2 separate regions of the Xenopus tropicalis genome follow, and region 2 is linked to region 1. The links are chromatin contacts, called in public Hi-C maps. All regions are on one chromosome and are shown on one strand. Each heading gives the region's core, a stretch centred on a gene start, on an enhancer-like site or on the middle of the called end of the contact. The rest is flanking DNA. Distances are from core to core; before and after follow the strand shown.

What was found. A called contact is a pair of places that touch in the nucleus more often than the background predicts.
Region 2: a Hi-C map of neurula embryo shows a contact between it and region 1, with 2.2 times the contacts expected there. The contact joins the enhancer-like site here to the promoter of tbx4 in region 1. A contact is called at or near these places in 2 of 5 Hi-C or Micro-C datasets (neurula embryo and tailbud embryo).

The regions. Positions count from the first base shown.
Region 1 is chr2:92,138,762-92,142,498 of UCB_Xtro_10.0, forward strand. It overlaps tbx4 (T-box transcription factor TBX4), which reads right to left and starts at 2,317. Exons shown (of 9, transcript XM_002933826.4): 1 at 1,989-2,317.
Region 2 is chr2:92,241,405-92,245,133 of UCB_Xtro_10.0, forward strand. No RefSeq gene overlaps it. Among named protein-coding and RNA genes, the nearest start is that of tbx2, 30 kb to the right of the region's middle. Within about 2 kb of position 1,982, at least 3 of the 11 cell types and tissues checked have an H3K27ac peak or open chromatin away from gene starts, as enhancers often do. A contact at or near this core is called in neurula embryo, where this site is marked.

The DNA of each region.
Region 1 (3,737 bases), core at 1,067-3,566:
TGTGTATTGGAATGAAATGCTTGCTGAGTGCCTCTGAGTGACGTGTGTGTATATTCGTATGCTGCTCTCTTTAGGTAAGAGAAAATATTTATATTTACAGAGTCACGTTTCTTGGGATATCAGAGCTTTACCGTTTATCTAGTGTCAAAAGCTCTTTAACCTCTCAAACTAAACAAACAGGAAACGCTTTGAATTCTCCATTCTAAATGGTAAAGCATTTTAAATATATTACCTTGTATTTATATCTGATATGCTGATGATTTATACATAAACTGAATAAAAACAGAATATGGCATATTATGGTATAATAATATTAAAAGAGTTAATAGATTTACTACACATTATTTATTTAAACATTTTATTTAAAATGTTTTTTTTTTAGAATCAAATTGTCAACGCTCGAACGATAGAATGTTTTAAAATGATTAAGATACAAGTGATTAAAATATCTCTATAACTACTAAAGTACATACCATAGTAAATGCACTTTAGCGAAACGGATCTATTGTTATACCAGACTATAATTTATTGAGAATATTTCGCCATTTTTCATCCTTGCGACCTTGCAATGCGGCTGGTAAAGGCCATCAAGACTGAATTCTGCGGGCCCAAATTAATTATAATACTTTGTACCATGCAGTTAAATTCCAGAAATTTTTAGTATATAAATGATATCCAAAGCAATCTTTTTTACATATAATATAACCTACAATATTGCATTATTGCAAATTACATTGTTATTACTATTATCATTACTAGCATCATTGTCCTGGTGGTGCAGAATAGTTACATACAGGGTTGTTCAGCCAGAGGCCAGACTGTCATGGGATGCTGGCAGTCACTGGGTGATGGGAGTAATAATCTAGAGGTGTCTAATCTGTTACCAGGTTCGACACCTTTGATTACCAGGGAATTAAACACCCATCAGAACAAAGTGGCTTTTTTGCCCACTGCTGCATTTAGAGTAAAATTTAGTAAATTTAGTTGTTTAGTAAAGTTAAGTTTAATCTACTGTCGCAGGCGCAATTCTAAGCACAACTTTCATTGGTGAAGGCCTTCATTTACATCAGAACTAGTATTACGATTTGCAGTTTAAACGCACGCAGTTCTGATGTAAACCTAGGAAGTCAAAGTTGCGCCTGCGACAGTAGATTAAACGTATATTTACTTAATTTACCTTATTGTTTAGACTAAACAGTAACTCCATAGGCAGTTATTGGCAGCTAAGGCAGAAAATTCCTTTGCTCTGTTGGATGTGAGGGGGTTAGAAATAGGCTCTGAAAATTAGAAAGTAAAGAGCAATGCACCCAATACACCTAAAACCTTTCTGATGCGACCCTCATTGGCCTCATTGGCCTCTCCAGTCATATATTGTCAAACAACTGAAATCTACAGTAATTTGCTGAGAACATTATTTCCATGTGTATTGGAATATGTATTTTTGCTAAAGAAAAGAAGGGAATAGTTTGACAAGAGGGAGCAAGTTCACTTGGGTGCTTAGTAACTGGCACCACCCTCTATTCCTTGGGTGTATGGTATATAAACCTGCTGCTTGTTCTTTGCTACTTCCCGGGCCCCTGCCCTGCTCCCTGCCCTGTCTCCATGCCCTGCTCCCTGCCCTGCTCCCTGCCCTGTCTCCATGCCCTGCTCCCTGCCCTGCTCCCTGCCCTGTCTCCATGCCCTGCTCCCTGCCCTGTCTCCATGCCCTGCTCCCTGCCCTGCTCCCTGCCCTGCTCCATGCCCTGTCTCCATGCCCTGCTCCCTGCCCTGCTCCCTGCCCTGTCTCCATGCCCTGCTCCCTGCCCTGCTCCATGCCCTGTCTCCATGCCCTGCTCCCTGCCCTGTCTCCATGCCCTGTCTCCATGCCCTGCTCCCTGCCCTGTCTCCATGCCCTGTCTCCATGCCCTGCTCCCTGCCCTGTCTCCATGCCCTGCTCCCTGCCCTGCCTCCCCGCACACAGAATAGTGCCAAGTAAATGGGCAACTTACAGTGGTTAAACAGGCTCCAGGCTCTAGGAACGTCCCTTTATATCCAAGAACGAAGCAGAAGCATTTCCTGATGGGTGCAGCTGGGTTCCCTGCAGTGGCAGTGAGGATGATCCTGCCAGGCCTGTGGGCACAGGGGAGTGGGCAATGCTGCCTTTAGATTGCGGCACAGCTGCTTCTATGGATCAGTTTCCCTTCCCACTGTGTCCGCATCCCGATCTCTCATTCCACACAGGAGAGAGGAGACATTCCCAGATCCCACGGAAACTTTTCCTTGATCTTCTCTAAAAAAAAGTTTCTCAGAGATAGATTTTTTTGGCCTTCTTTTCCCCCTCCCCTTCTAGTCTCCCCCCTCCTGCTGACGTTGCCGCTGTCAATCAGTCTCAGTGCAAGTCTGTTCCCTCAGCATCATCCCCCAGAATTTAACTGTTTTAGTCCATTCGCCTACATTCTGGTGCTGTGCTCTGTGCAATTAGCCCCCTGCCCATCTCTCCACTGACCAGTGTCCACATTTCGGCTGATAAAATACATCCATTTCCCTGGCATTTGTACAGCATTCCCAGTGGGCACTGATCTAGGGCAATAATGTCCCGGACAATAGGGATTATTATCTCTCTCTCTTTCTCTTTTTATGGAGAGGGAGGCTGGCAAGATTATCTGTGTATAAAATGTTTTGGAAGACTTTTCAAGTTGTGTGCATTTGTAACGTTTTCACCTTTTTAGCAGATGGGGGAGGGAGGACATATTTTTCCTATATAAATGTCTAATTCACCCTGACTTTTCTTCATTATATAAAAATATTTAGACATAAACGTGCATAGCTACAACGAACACACTTTCATTACTCTGGTTTTACTAAAATCAAAATCATTTGAGGCTATTTCGTCTAAAAAGAATACGTAAAGCTGACAGGATTATTACAGGACTCTTACATGTACTTCCACAGAAAGTATAATTTCTGTTATATTAATGCCAAAAATATTTTAACCAAACTTTGGACTTTATCTATCGAAACATAGAAGATTCAAAAAATTTGTATTTTAGTTGGAAATTTCACGACTTGGAAAACATCAGAAATAATTTAGAAGGAATATGTCAATGTCCTACGTATCAAATTGTACCACTGGAGGATTTGGATCATTTAAATCGTTCACCAATAAGTATGCATGAGATTTATACATGGAATCTAAGGGTTAACAAAATGTTGTAAGCAATAAAGTACTTATATGCTACAGTTATGAAAAAAAAATTGAGTTAAATACAGTCGATGCAAATATTAGCAGACGATTAATTCTATACAAAATTCTTTCCAGCTGCTACCTCTACAAAGCTGAATTCGTTACCAAACGGTAAGCCCCCAATGTTTAAATGATCAGCTATAATATGTCTGACCCTCCAAGGGGTGTGGGTGAATGTCAGAGCCTAGATTATTCCATATTTCATGCTTTCTTAATCATCTTACCTCTCAGTGCTGTGGCATGAACTGACTGACAGCATAACTTGCGTGTTGCCTTTTTAAATAAATATTTTATTTTGATATATAGAGAGACAGACAGGGCATACAAAAAGGTGACAGACTGATGATAGATACATAGATAGATAGATAGATATTTTTGACAAGATAAAAAAATATTGAAAGATAGATAAATCGATTATTTTATTCTATAATTATAGTTTTAGGACTAAGGTAGATGATCGATAGATAGATGATAGATAGATAGATAGATAGATAGATAGATAACAGATAGGCAG
Region 2 (3,729 bases), core at 732-3,231, 100 kb after region 1:
AAATGTGGAATTTCGCTGCCAATCCATGTCTGGCGAAAAAATGTGCTCATCGCTAGTGCCCATACACAGAACGGTCTAAAGGACCTATATCGGCAGCTGAAATCAGCCCGTGTATGGCCACCTTTATACCTGAACTATGGCTATGGTGATATACTTATACTATTCATCTAACGCAATTGCAGCTGATGCACTGAAATTGACACAAAGCAGATGCACCTGCACTGGTTGGTGTCATTTCCTCCATAAAACAATGTACACTCACCTAAAGGATTATTAGGAACACCATACTAATACTCTTCTCTGACCTCTAGCATCAACAAGGCATTTTCGCCCACAGGACTGCCGCATACTGAGTAACATACGCAGTAACTGACCAGATTGTGGAATATATGCATTGAAGCAACTGCCATGTGATTGGTTGATTAGATAATTGCATTAGTGAGAAATTGAACAGGTCTTCCTAATAAACCTTTAGGTGAGTGTATGTGCCCATTGCTTTAGGCTCAACTGACACAGGTGAGAATCAGGCCCGTGTGGAAGTAGCCTTAAGGTGTGTTTGTTTTTTTTGGTTTTTTTTAAATAATTGATTCAAACAATGAATTAAATAACTGCCCATTTAGTGTTTACTAGAAATCAAGTTTGCTCTGCATTTATACTGAATGTGTAACTGGGCATTAAATCTGGTACTGCATTTATACTACTATACTGTATTTTCTGAAGCATTATATATAAAGCTGGCATATTATTGATGGTTACCATGAAACATGCCTTAAAAATACTGCTTGGTTATATTGCTGTTATATTGAAGCCTCTATGGGGAAATTTACAGGCAAAATGGTGCTTTTGCTATTGGGACTAAAAGGAACATATACAGTGAATCCTAACCCCCTTTATTTGTCAAAAACTCAGTTGCACTGTATCTGAGCTATAGGAATACTCAGTGATGATAAGTCAGACATTTAAAATGCACTGTATTTGCTGTTGAAGGGTTTCTGAGCAGAAAAGGTAGCATTGCCAGTGACAGAGTTATGTGTTATGAGTGATAAAAATATGGCTTAATTAATATGGCAGAAACATTATTTCAGAAAAAGCAGCCTAGCTATAAAGGTAATGAAAAAAAAGTTTTTTTCTCACTGGAAAAGTCAAAATTATGTACTAAGAAAGTCAACTTTACTCAATCAGCCTTTGGGCCTATCAGTTGGTAAATACTACTTATGGCACCTTTAGCCTCCCCTTACAAAAATATCACCCTTCACTTATGGTGGTGTTATCTATAGGGTTTCCCTGTCAGCTGTGTGTGAATGTGATAGGGACCAATAGACTGCAAATTCACTGTAGAATATATGGTTGCTATATAACTATGAGATAATAATAACGTCTGACTCTTTGCTTAGTGTGAGCCTAACACTCTCTATGTACCAAGAGCAGTAACCAAGAGCAATAAGAGTTCAGTCATACATAAAAACACAGTTTAAGGGGAAGGGTAGAAAGTATTGCATGGGTAGAATGCAAAGTATTAGCTTGTATATGTTTTAATAAAAAAGCACTGCCTGCTTTATTCTAATACATGTGACCATTAAAGAAAGTGTGCCCCTACAAAAGCTCTTTACTGCATGGTGGCAAAGTGTTTATTATAGGATTATGGGTTTATTATGAGAAACTCCAATACAAATAGACATACATACTATAAAATTAAGTTTCTTTTTTAGTATTCAGTGCAAGATTGATATATGCAAAAATGTGATGCAATTATCAGATGTATAGTTGTACTCTCACCGGTTATTTATTTTGTTTCCAATATGGAAATGTCCTCCATATTCTGGGTTGCCTTATTACATCTTAAAGGTACCCATAGGGGCATTTGACAACTTGCCTTTCACATTTGTCTGTTTTGCAATGATGCAAGGCCTCATCAGTGGACCCTACACACAATCTGATTATCATTCAGCTCAGTTACAACCCTGTTTGTCTAGTTTTATAGTCATTACAAGAGAACCAGAAAAAAACACACTTTGTACAAGCTGGTAGCGGTGAGCTCCTGTTTCCGAGAGTTTACAGTCAGAAGTGTAACTGAGAGTTTAAACAGAGTTTAACTATAAATTGGGGGGAGATACATGTGACTGACAACTTTCTCTTTGTAGATGGTGCATCTTTAGTGGGCAATACATTAAAAATGTATAAGTAAATAATTATCTTAATAGCATTAGAATAACATTTGTTAATCATTGTATTTTTGCTGTTTCAGCTTTGTTACTCCAACGTGACACAGTACCAGGTTACAAAAAGGACAAATGTGTTGTTTGTGACACAATTAGCATGAATATGCTTCCACTTTTCACACAGACCTCTTGTCTATTGATCACACTAAGACAAAGCAGAATTTCTCTCCTTAAGTGTGAGATTAGATGGCCCACATTGTTCAACTGGAGATAACAGGCTGTGACAATGGCTGTTTGATTAAATGAGACTAGTATAGAGGTAGGGAGAAGCTGAAGGGACAGAAGAGAGAGGCTCCCTAATTGGGAGCAGCAGTATGCTGCTTCTTTTGTCCCCAGTGAGGGAGGTATTCTGTCCATCAGGCAGGCGTCAGGCGCCAGCTCCAGGACAAAAGCTTGTCTGCTGCCAATGTGGCTGGGATTTCCAACTGCCCACCCATTCTATTTTGCAGCAACACTTAACCCTTTCTCTTTATGCTAAACAGAATGAAGCCACAAGTTCACTGATTAGTCAGCACAACAATGATACAAGCAGAAAAGCAGAGACAAGGGCAAATAAAGCTCTCCATCATAAAGAATACTAGTTCAAACCAAGCTGCTTATGAATATATATATACATATATATATATATAAGGGCTGAACAGAACCACAGATGATATAAAGTAACAATAACCGCAAGCCTCATGATTAATTTGCTTTTCAAATGCCATAGTCAGTGAGTCCGACTTTTGCATAAGCAGCATTAAAATGCAAACAGTTCAAAAACCACGAAACATTAAAAATTAAAACCAACTTTAAAATGATCCAGAATATAAATGCATATATACTTACAAAAAATATTTCAGATGAACTGCCGAATAAGGGCTCAAAATTCTGCAGTGACTTTTATATAAGACCTGTGACTTCTGTGACAGAATGCTCTCTTACAAAGATAAGCTGGAATCCCAGGTACAGAACAGTAGGAAATTGCTACTTTTTTACGCATTTAGTTACAAGTGTTACTATATATATTTTTGCATTCAAGTAAGTTACAGTGTTTCAACACTCTTCTACTTGTCTAAAAATGAAATGAAACTGCAGCCAAAATTTGGTGCAACAAAAATTTGTGAGGTAAAAGTTGCGGTCGCACCAAATAAGTGCCGGTCGCATAAAAAAAAGTGGCACAATGAAAAAGTCCTGTGGTGCCCACATTTCGCACATTTTTCATGGTTTCATGAATTTTTTAGCAGTTTCCCAAATTTTTCGGTGAAGTGAAACAGGATAGATTCACTCATCACTATTTAGGATGCAAACAGCAGGCATTAGTCTATAGGTGATGAATAATATATTACCAGTATTATTAACCTATGGGTCATGAGCCAAAAATGTGTTCTTATGCTGTTTGTGGGGGGGTCCCCAAGACCCCCTTTAACAATGTACAGTATAATTTCCTTGAAGCAACAGAAAACTACACTAACAATGTGCAGTAATTTGGGATCTCTAAGTAATTAAGAAAGACTAATTTAAACAACCC